2 separate regions of the Pan troglodytes genome follow, and region 1 is linked to region 2. Evidence: chromatin contacts called from public HiChIP or PLAC-seq data. All regions are on one chromosome and are shown on one strand. Each heading gives the region's core, a stretch centred on a gene start, on an enhancer-like site or on the middle of the called end of the contact. The rest is flanking DNA. Distances are from core to core; before and after follow the strand shown. Region 1 holds the start of MTF2 (metal response element binding transcription factor 2). Region 2 holds the start of DR1 (down-regulator of transcription 1).

Evidence for each region. HiChIP or PLAC-seq counts read pairs in DNA pulled down with a chosen protein or histone mark.
Region 1: a contact with region 2 is called in an H3K4me3 HiChIP or PLAC-seq map of stem cell-derived excitatory neurons, with 3 times the contacts expected there. The contact joins the promoter of MTF2 here to the promoter of DR1 in region 2. A contact is called at or near these places in 1 of 7 Hi-C or Micro-C datasets (stem cell-derived neural progenitor cells) and 1 of 1 datasets of contacts at active chromatin or transcription factors (stem cell-derived excitatory neurons).

Annotation. Positions count from the first base shown.
Region 1 is chr1:138,093,114-138,097,472 of NHGRI_mPanTro3-v2.0_pri, reverse strand. It overlaps MTF2 (metal response element binding transcription factor 2), which reads left to right and starts at 2,404. Exons shown (of 15, transcript XM_513565.8): 1 at 2,404-2,835. The coding sequence starts at 2,831.
Region 2 is chr1:137,826,221-137,830,841 of NHGRI_mPanTro3-v2.0_pri, reverse strand. It overlaps DR1 (down-regulator of transcription 1), which reads left to right and starts at 1,612. Exons shown (of 3, transcript XM_001154876.8): 1 at 1,612-2,744. The coding sequence starts at 2,525.

The sequences.
Region 1 (4,359 bases), core at 1,155-3,654, 270 kb before region 2:
CCTCCTAGGTTCAAGTGATTCTCTGCCTCAGCCTCCCAAATAGCTGGGATTACATGCATGCACCACCATGCCCGGCTAATTTTTGTATTTTTAGTAGAGACAGAGTTTTGCCATGTTGGCCATGCTAGTCTGGAATTCCTGGCCTCAAGTGATCTGCCCCCCTCAGCCTCCCAAAGTGCTGGGATTACAGGCGTGGCCACCGCGCCCGGCCAGAGAGTGCAATTTTACTATGTGTCTGGAAGAGAGGGGAACCAGAATACTTATGAACGACCCTAAGGATGATCACAGAAATACATACAACAATAAAGGGTACAGTTTACTCTGATCAGAGTTCACTCTATATTTCCGAGGAACCACAACTACAGCAGGTTTTTTTTTTTTTTTTTTTTTTTTTTTTGAGGCAGTCTCACTGTGGCTCAAGTAAGCCTACCACCTCAGCCTCCTGAATAGCTGGGACTACAGGCAGAGGCCCAGCTAATTTTTAAATTTTTTGTAGAGACAGGGTCTCACTATGTGGCCCAGACTGCATACTGGTCTGGAACTCCCCAGCTCAAGTGATCCTTCTACCTTGGCCTTTCAAAGTACTGGGATTACAGGAGTGAGTTGCTGGTGGCTGGCTGACAGGTATTCTTTATACTTGACTGTGACTCCCTGAGTGTCCTTAAATCTCTGAACACTTGGTTTGCTTACACCTTTGTACTCACACGTTTGCACAGAAAAATAACACTTTTTTTTGATAGAGGCATAATTTACTTCTCTAATGTATAAGGGATTAGAATACTTTTGTGTAGCCAAAGAGCCCAAATTATTAGTTTCTGAGGTGGAAATGAATGCGTCTGAAGTATTGAATCACTGAAGATTTTGAAGTTGAGGCTTGGTGACCACTTTACAGAAATGTTGAGGAAAACTTAGACCAAACGTTCTCCAAAACAGATGTTCTCTGATTAGGCTTAGCTGCACAGCAAATATATCTGTTTGTGCAATATCTTTATTAATTTTTGTACTGCATCTACTTTTTAATATTTTATTTATTTATTTACCTTATAATAATATTTATTATTTATTATGCCACGTTCCTGAATGGGAATGCATCTACTTTTTTTTTTTTTTTTTTTTTTGAGATGGAGTTTTTGCTCTTGTTGCCTAGGCTGGAGTGCAATGGCACGATCTTGGCTCACCACAACCTCTGCCTCCTGGGTTCAAGCGATTCTCCTGTTTCAGCCTCCCGAGTAGCTGGGATTACAGGCATGTGCCACCACACCTGGCTAATTTTTGTATTTTTAGTAGAGACGGGGTTTCTCCAAGTTGATCAGGTTGGTCTCGAATTCCCGACCTCAGGTGATCTGCCTGTCTCGGCCTCCCAAAGTGCTGGAATTACAGGCGTGAGCCACCGCGCCCGGCTGCATCTGCTTTTTTTAAGTCAAAATTTTCCTCAGCCAACGTATGAAGGTCACTTAAGACGAATTTATGAGAGACGATGATGAGAATTGAAATAAAGTGAAACCTGAAAGGTGGTAGGTAAGTAGATACAGTGAGGGTACAGTAAGAAGACAGACTTAAAAGATTAGGACTATTATTCAGGAGAAGCAGAGGAGTGGAAGGGTATGACCACAATATTTAAAGTATTGAATGGTATTGGATAAAACGAATATGCTTATTTGCCAAATTCTGAGATCACAGGCTGAGGGAACCCCTTTTGAAGTATGAGCCAAATGAGCTTAGACCACAAGAGGTACTTTTTCAGAGACAGAAAAAATATGGTGTTCACTATCCCTGTGGCATAATATGGGACAAAAATATAAAATGGCTTTAAAAATATTTTGACGAAATTATAAATAAAGATTCCACACGTGGCTACTAAGAGGAGCTGGGTTGTATCTAGGTGTAAGTTAAAGAGACAAGCATACAATCTCACAGCTTGTCACTTGGGACCCCTGTAGGCAGCAGAATCTGGGCAGGCTAAGGGTCTGCACTAATAAACAATTCTGTTTTCTTAAACCATTTTGCAGGGGACTATTCTCAGATTTCATTACAACTAGGAAGGACTGCAAAGCGGGTAAACAGAAAACAACCTTTCATCGTTAGGAAAAAAATCGTCTGAAAGTCTTTCATAAAAGCAGCTCCTGATAAGGAGTTTGGGACTGGACAGTGAATCGCTGAATAAAATTTAATCTCGACATCCTGGGTCTTCTCCCCTCTGAAGGAAATTCTAACAGCAGGCCTTAGGATGAAAGTAGAGGACACGTGCTTCAGTTAAGGTTTTCTCCAGGGAAAAGAAATCGGCCCAGCAAGATGCACAGAGCACCGTCACGACCACGCACACCGAAGGTCGCACACGACCCTTTTCCTGTATAACAGTGCCAGCCTACCGACGATCAGGAGCGCAGCTTTCACTATTGTGTTAGCCCCGGCGGCGGAAGGACTGAGCCTCACTGCAACATTAAAGAGTCCTTCTTTGTTCAGCCCCAGTCGGGGACGCAGGGCGCGGTGTTCCTCCGCGCTCGCCGCGCAGTCCCTGCCCCCCCGCGGCTTTGGAGAGCTGCCATTCGGCACCGGAGTCGCTCCGCGCTCCCAGAATGCACCGGCAGTCCGCGGGAAACCAAAATGGCGAGGGGCTGTATTGAAGTGGGCTGTGTTTGAGGCCGGTGTAAGAACGCTCATTCTACCCCCAACCCTTGTCTCCAAGGACCTCGGTTTGTGCGTGCATATGTGCCGGGTACCCGGTGGGGCGGGTGCCCAGTAAGTGCTCGGACTCGCAGGGGAAGCGCCCACGGGGACGGATTGGTTGTTTTTTCCTGTATGAAGCGGTTGGCACCACTGAAGTGACCGAATGAGGTGAGAGACCTTGGCCTGGGAACCGACTCTTCCGGAGGAGATGGGGGTTGGGGGAAGGAGGAAGAAAGGAAGCAAGTATAAAAGGGAAAGATGGAGGACCAAGGTGGGGGTGGGGGCTCCTGTATGTGGGTGCCTTTGCATTTATGTGTATATTGAAAAGAATGGATGAAGAGGAGTAGTCAGTTGAGTGTTGGGAGAAAATAGGGACTAAAGGAGCGAGGAGGTCGTTGGGGGAGTCTGTTGGAGGAACAAGATGAAACGTTGAGACGGGGAAGCTGTGTTTGGAGGGCAGGAAGGAACCTGGGGGCGGGAGACGGTTGGAGGGGCAGGATGAACCTGGTGACGAGGGGGTGGGGAGCCGAGAGGAGGAGCCGTTGGGAAATGGGGGCTGAGGGAAATGTGGGGAGCAGAGTGGAGGGCTGCCTGGGACCTTAGCAGTGCGCAAAGGGAAGTAGCAGCTTGGAATCGGAGGGTGGAATTGTATGGAATTGGAGTAAAGGGGGTCGAGTGTAAGTGCTGGTAAGGATAAGGGGAACACACTGAAGTGGAGGTTGGAAGCACAACCTGAAAGCTTAAAGGGAAGCGGTGGGAGGGAAAGTGAGATGGGGGAAAGCTAGGTAGCTTATATTTGGAGCTCACCAAAAATATGAGGCCTTTCTTGTGTTTAATTAAACCTAACTCATATAATCTGCGTCTAGGATGTAGATTTGTATTGTATTCATTTTTACAACTGAGGTAATTACGGCTTAAGGAATTTTAACCAATTTGCCAAGATTTCTTAACATATTTCGGTAGTGCCAGAACTCTAACTCTGTGTTTTACAATCTGGTGTCCTTGGTTGCTAGAATTTTTCTTTGGAAGCAATTAGAGGGAACAGATGGATTTATCGGGGTAATCTGACTAACAGCAAGGGTTTGTGAACAATGGGAAAAGGCTTATGGAATGTTACTCTATTCTTTAAAACATTTAACTTTGGTTAAAGATAGAAACCATGTAACACTAACTTAAATGTGAAAACCTAGCTAGGCCTGTGTGTAATACATAGGAAGGCACCATGTGAGGTCAGTACAGAGCTAGAAATATGTAAATAGTACCTGATTTAATTTGACTCCAGAACCTCCAGTAGTAATAGTAGTTACTTTCTCCTTCAGATGGATTCCATGTGACCCTCCTGTATACCTAGCCTACAAGCTGGTTTCAATTTCCATGGTTTCATTCTCTCTTGGGAATTCCTTTTTTTTTTGGTCAGTAAATTTCAAAGATAGTTGTATGTAGAAGTAGTTAATGTGGATAAAATGTAATTAAATTCACAATAACCTTTTTAAGATTTGAAAATGCTTTAAAGGGAGTTGTTTTGACTGATGGCTTTAAGTGCCCTATAGTTTAGTTATAACTTGAGAGGGAATAAAAAATGACTTGTTTTTTCAGATTCCTAAATATAAAAATGTATTTGAATTCACATTTTAAAATTAGTTCACCTGCAGTTTTTTAAAGTGCTAAAAATGTTCTAAATATTTGAATTAA
Region 2 (4,621 bases), core at 363-2,862:
GAGCCACCATGCCCAGCCTGAAGAAAATTTAATTAAAATACTGTTTTTAATCAAAGAAATTTTGTTTTGACTAAATTTAGTAGCACTGAAAAACAAGTGTCTACACTTCAGAAATTAAAGAACCAGTAAGTTGTCCTGCAGAAAATGCTAAATGAAAAAATAGCATAATAAACTGTAATGTCTTCTTGAGAGCAGCATATAGGGCTCAGACAGAACGTTTTAAGAAAACATTGTCAACAAGTCAGTTGCCATCATATGTATCAAGAGTAATGAATCTGATGAACCAAAGTGACAAAATGGATTTCAACGGTGTCTTGTTTAGTTTTTAGAAATTCCAACATCCCACTATTTATAGTATAGCCTCTTCTTCCACATGACAGTATGACAGACTCAGTTTTTTGTCTTTTTTTTTTTTTTATATCTTTTTTGAGACAAAGAATCTTGCTCTGTCACCCAGGCTGGAAGTGCAGTGGCACAACCGCAGCTCACTGCAGCCTTGACCCCCTGGCTCAATCGATCCTCCCACCTCGCCCTCCAGAGTAGCCGGGACTACGTGTGCCTGCCACCAAGCCTGGTGAAAAAAAAACCCGTGTTTCATATTGTCATATAGAAGAGGCTATACTATAAACAGTGGGATGTTGGAATATATATATAAAAATATATATATATTTATATATAAAAACATATATTTTTATATATAAATATATAATATATAAAATATATATATTATATATTTATATATATAATATATATATATATATTTTTTTTTTGTAGGGACGGGTCTCACTATGTTGCCCAGGCGGGTCTTGAACTCCTGGGCTCATGTGATCCCCCTGCCTCAGCCTCCCAAAGTGTTGGGTTTACAGGTATGATGAGCCACAACGCCCGGCTGACACACTTTTTTTTTTTTTAATGCAATTTCTGTTTAGACCTTGACACCTGTTGATATTACTAGTCACTATGGAAAGAAGCAAAAACAGTTGCTTAAGATGCTCTAACACTTTTTTCCCCCTGTAGAAGCCAACATGGAATACAACATGAAAACTGTCTAAATGGGAACCTTCTAATATAGCTCACTGTATGCCATGCATTTCCACTCCATTTCCACTATGTTGGAACTGACTTCTACTTTCCTACTTAGCCATTAGGCGACTTAGCTGCCTCTAGGCAAGTAACTTCTCTGAAATGTTTCATTTTCCATGAAGTTTAAAAAAAAAAAAAGGTGGAGGACTTTAGAGAGCTTTGAACCGAATAAGGTCTATCAGACATCTTGAAAAGCTTTTTCTCCAGACGACGCAGAAACAGGCACACGGGGTTCTGCTTTCCCCACCTCCCACCCCCAAGCCCAGGTCCCATTCTTCTCGCTTTCAATCCTCATTTGGGCTCCTAAAGGAATAGCAAAGAGAGTTATTTTATCAATACCAGCGCTCCTCTGTCCCCAAATCCAGCTAGGGAAGGTTTCGGAGGCCTCAGCTACTTGAGAGAGGGTAGAGACGATCCTCGCCTATCTACCCAGCCACCCACCCCTTCCCAGATGTAGCGTCCGGGCCCCAGACCAAGCGCGTGCTTGGAGCTCTCCGGTACAGTGAGGCGCGCGCTTGCCTGGCTAGGGTCCCTGTGAAGGAATGGGATCCCGAGGTGCTTGCCAGGACCGCAGCAGGCGGAAGCTGCTGGCAGCACGAACGGGCGGCTCCCGCCGGCGTCGGTGGGGGAAGGGCGGCAGCCACACCCGGAAGTCGGTCCGGGAGGGAGGGGGAAATCTGAGGGAACGAGGCTTCCGGTGGCGCAAAGGGTGTCGGGAGCGGCTTCCTGCAAACCTTTCCTGGCATCTGGAGGGACCACCGTTGCCGCGGCTTCGGCTTCCACGATCTGCGTTCGGGCTACGCGGCCACGGCGGCAGCCACTGCGACTCCCACTGTGCCTGGCTCTGTCCATATTAGTTCCCAGGCGGCCGTCGCCGTTCCAGCAGCGGCAGCGGCAGCGGCAGCGGCGGACATGTTGTGAGGCGGCGGCGCGGGCGTCTGAAGGATGGTTTGGCCGAGGCGGCGGCAACGGCTGCTGGCGGCGGCGGCAGCGGCAGCGGGGCCTCGGGCTCTATAGAGCCGAGCCCGCTGGGTACCCGCCCGGTACCGCGGCGAGGCCAGTGCCCCTGGATCTTGCCTCTGCTCCGACGCCGTTGGGGACCAGTTAGGCGACAGCGCCCGCCCCTCTGAGGAGACACGAAGGTGGTTCCCCAGCCGCTCAAATTTCCGGACCACCTCGCTTTCCCCTCCTCAGCCTGGGCTGTGCTCTCTCTAGAATCCTCGGGCCCCCACTTTCTTCCCAAACTCATCCTAAATCTCTCACACACGCGAGTGTTCCCAGCCCTCAAGCCAGCTGCTCCTCCGTTCATTTTCTGCACCCTCTTCGCAAAGCACCCCCCGGGATCACTCTCCGAGGGCGACTTTTTGAGAAATCTCGGTGGAGTAGTGGACCAGAGCTGGGGAGTTTTTAAAAGCCGGGGCGCGAGAAACAGGAAGGTACTATGGCTTCCTCGTCTGGCAACGATGATGATCTCACTATCCCCAGAGCTGCTATCAATAAAATGATCAAAGAGACTCTTCCTAATGTCCGGGTGGCCAACGATGCTCGAGAGCTGGTGGTGAACTGCTGCACTGAATTCATTCACCTTATATCTTCTGAAGCCAATGAGATTTGTAACAAATCGGAAAAGAAGACCATCTCACCAGAGCATGTCATACAAGGTAAGTCGTGTGTGAGAGCTGGTTTGAATGAGGTTCTAGGGTAGCAGTCTGCTAATCGCGTGACCCTTTCGTGTCAAAGCCTCCATTCCTCTTCCCTGGTAAGTAACTTAATGAAAAAGCCAGACTGGCATGTAGGCAGCCGGTGCTTTAAAAACAATCCCTTTGTAGCATTTTTGCAGTACTTTTCATCCAGCGAATACATGTAAGGAGTGCAAACATTTAGGTCAGCGTCCCGAAAACGTAAAGAATAAGAGTGATCTCACTTTACAGCCAGGTAAGCCGAAGCAACAAGAATTACTTGCCTGAAGTTGAACTTAGATAATAATTAAGGAACGCAGAAATTCTCCTTTGGAAAGTTAAAATTCAGACGGAGGAACTTCAAGCATGGGTGGAGACAGAGCACCCCCTTCCCCACCTGAGCTTTCACCAATGTAGAGGAAAAGATTTATTTTCTGAACACATGAGTTAAAAATTTTTTAACATACAATGTGTTCAACGTTGTCAAGTTTATCGTTGTTAAATAAAAGGTGTATGTTTTCTGCTCTAAAAATGGTTTGATGGTACGTTCATGAATGAGTTACTAAAGAACTCCTGTTCCATTCTGTAAGAATAGGGTGAACTTTAAATTTTCGTTTTTTTCTTTCCGTTTGCTTTTATGTCGTTTGCTTTGTTCTGTTCTGTGGAGATAAGTTTTGAAATCTTTGATTGAAAGTTTATGCAAGTTTTTTTTTAACGGAAAATTTCCCCGTCCTTTCCTGCTGTCATTCCTATTTGAATGTATACACTTATAGGCTTTTATGGAACAGCACTTCTGAAAACTTCAACAGTTTCTTTTATCCTGGAAAGGATTTGGTCCCGTAATAGGGATTTGGGGGACTGTATTCTGGTGGTTTCAGAGAGGAGAAACATATTTACCATTCATAATGTTTCGGGAACGTACCTTTTGCGATATTTTTACATGTACTCTTGTGAAAGAGTTGTACTCAATTTGAGGTGAGAACTTGCCTTTCGTAATAATCTAATTAAAATGATTGATTGCTTGTGAAATCAGGGGAAAATGATTAATTTTAATCATTTTGATAGGCAGGTGGTTGTCTATCACTTAATTTTTATAATTTAACTTTTTAAAATGTGACTTTCCTGTTGTACTGAAGTAGAGAACACATCTGCTTATATTGACCATATCCAATATTTTACTGTCAGTATTGACAAAAGGATTAAATGATTCATTTTTAATCCTTTATGACGTCTTGAAAGTAGTTTTAAAATATATCCTGCCATTTCAGTACACAAGCAGAAAAATCCCTAGGAAAAAGCATATTTGGTTCTTAAAACTAGTACTAGTTTTTTTTTTTCTGCTTATTTGGTGTGCTGAATACTCTAGCAAGTAAAATAAAAGCCAAGTTGTCTATTTTTTCCCTTGTGTATTTATTTTTACATTGTATGTGTGATTGCTGTCATAAGTCTTTCACAAGATTATCCAGCACAGATAGCTATAATTTCTTTTTACAACTCATAAAAAGGAAAAAGAACCTTTATCAACATTGCCTTTCTAATGAAAATTGCAAAAGATTTCAACAGGGTCTGCCTAAACATTTGTTTACACTACAGAAGTGGGGATCGTTCCAAAAACCTAATAACACATTACAGTCTGTCTTCTTGGGGAGAGTTGATTCTTTTCTAGGATATATTTAGATTTCTGATTGACATGATGGAATAGAAGTGCAGCTGTAGCAAGCAGTATGCTAAATAATTCAACTTTGGAATATGCTAAATTCAGTTTAATGTGTAAGTCAGAAAGCTATAGTGAAAAAGCATTTCCATTGTGTAATGAAGATGATTTGTTTTTAAAAATCATGTATTGACGTGTTACCTTA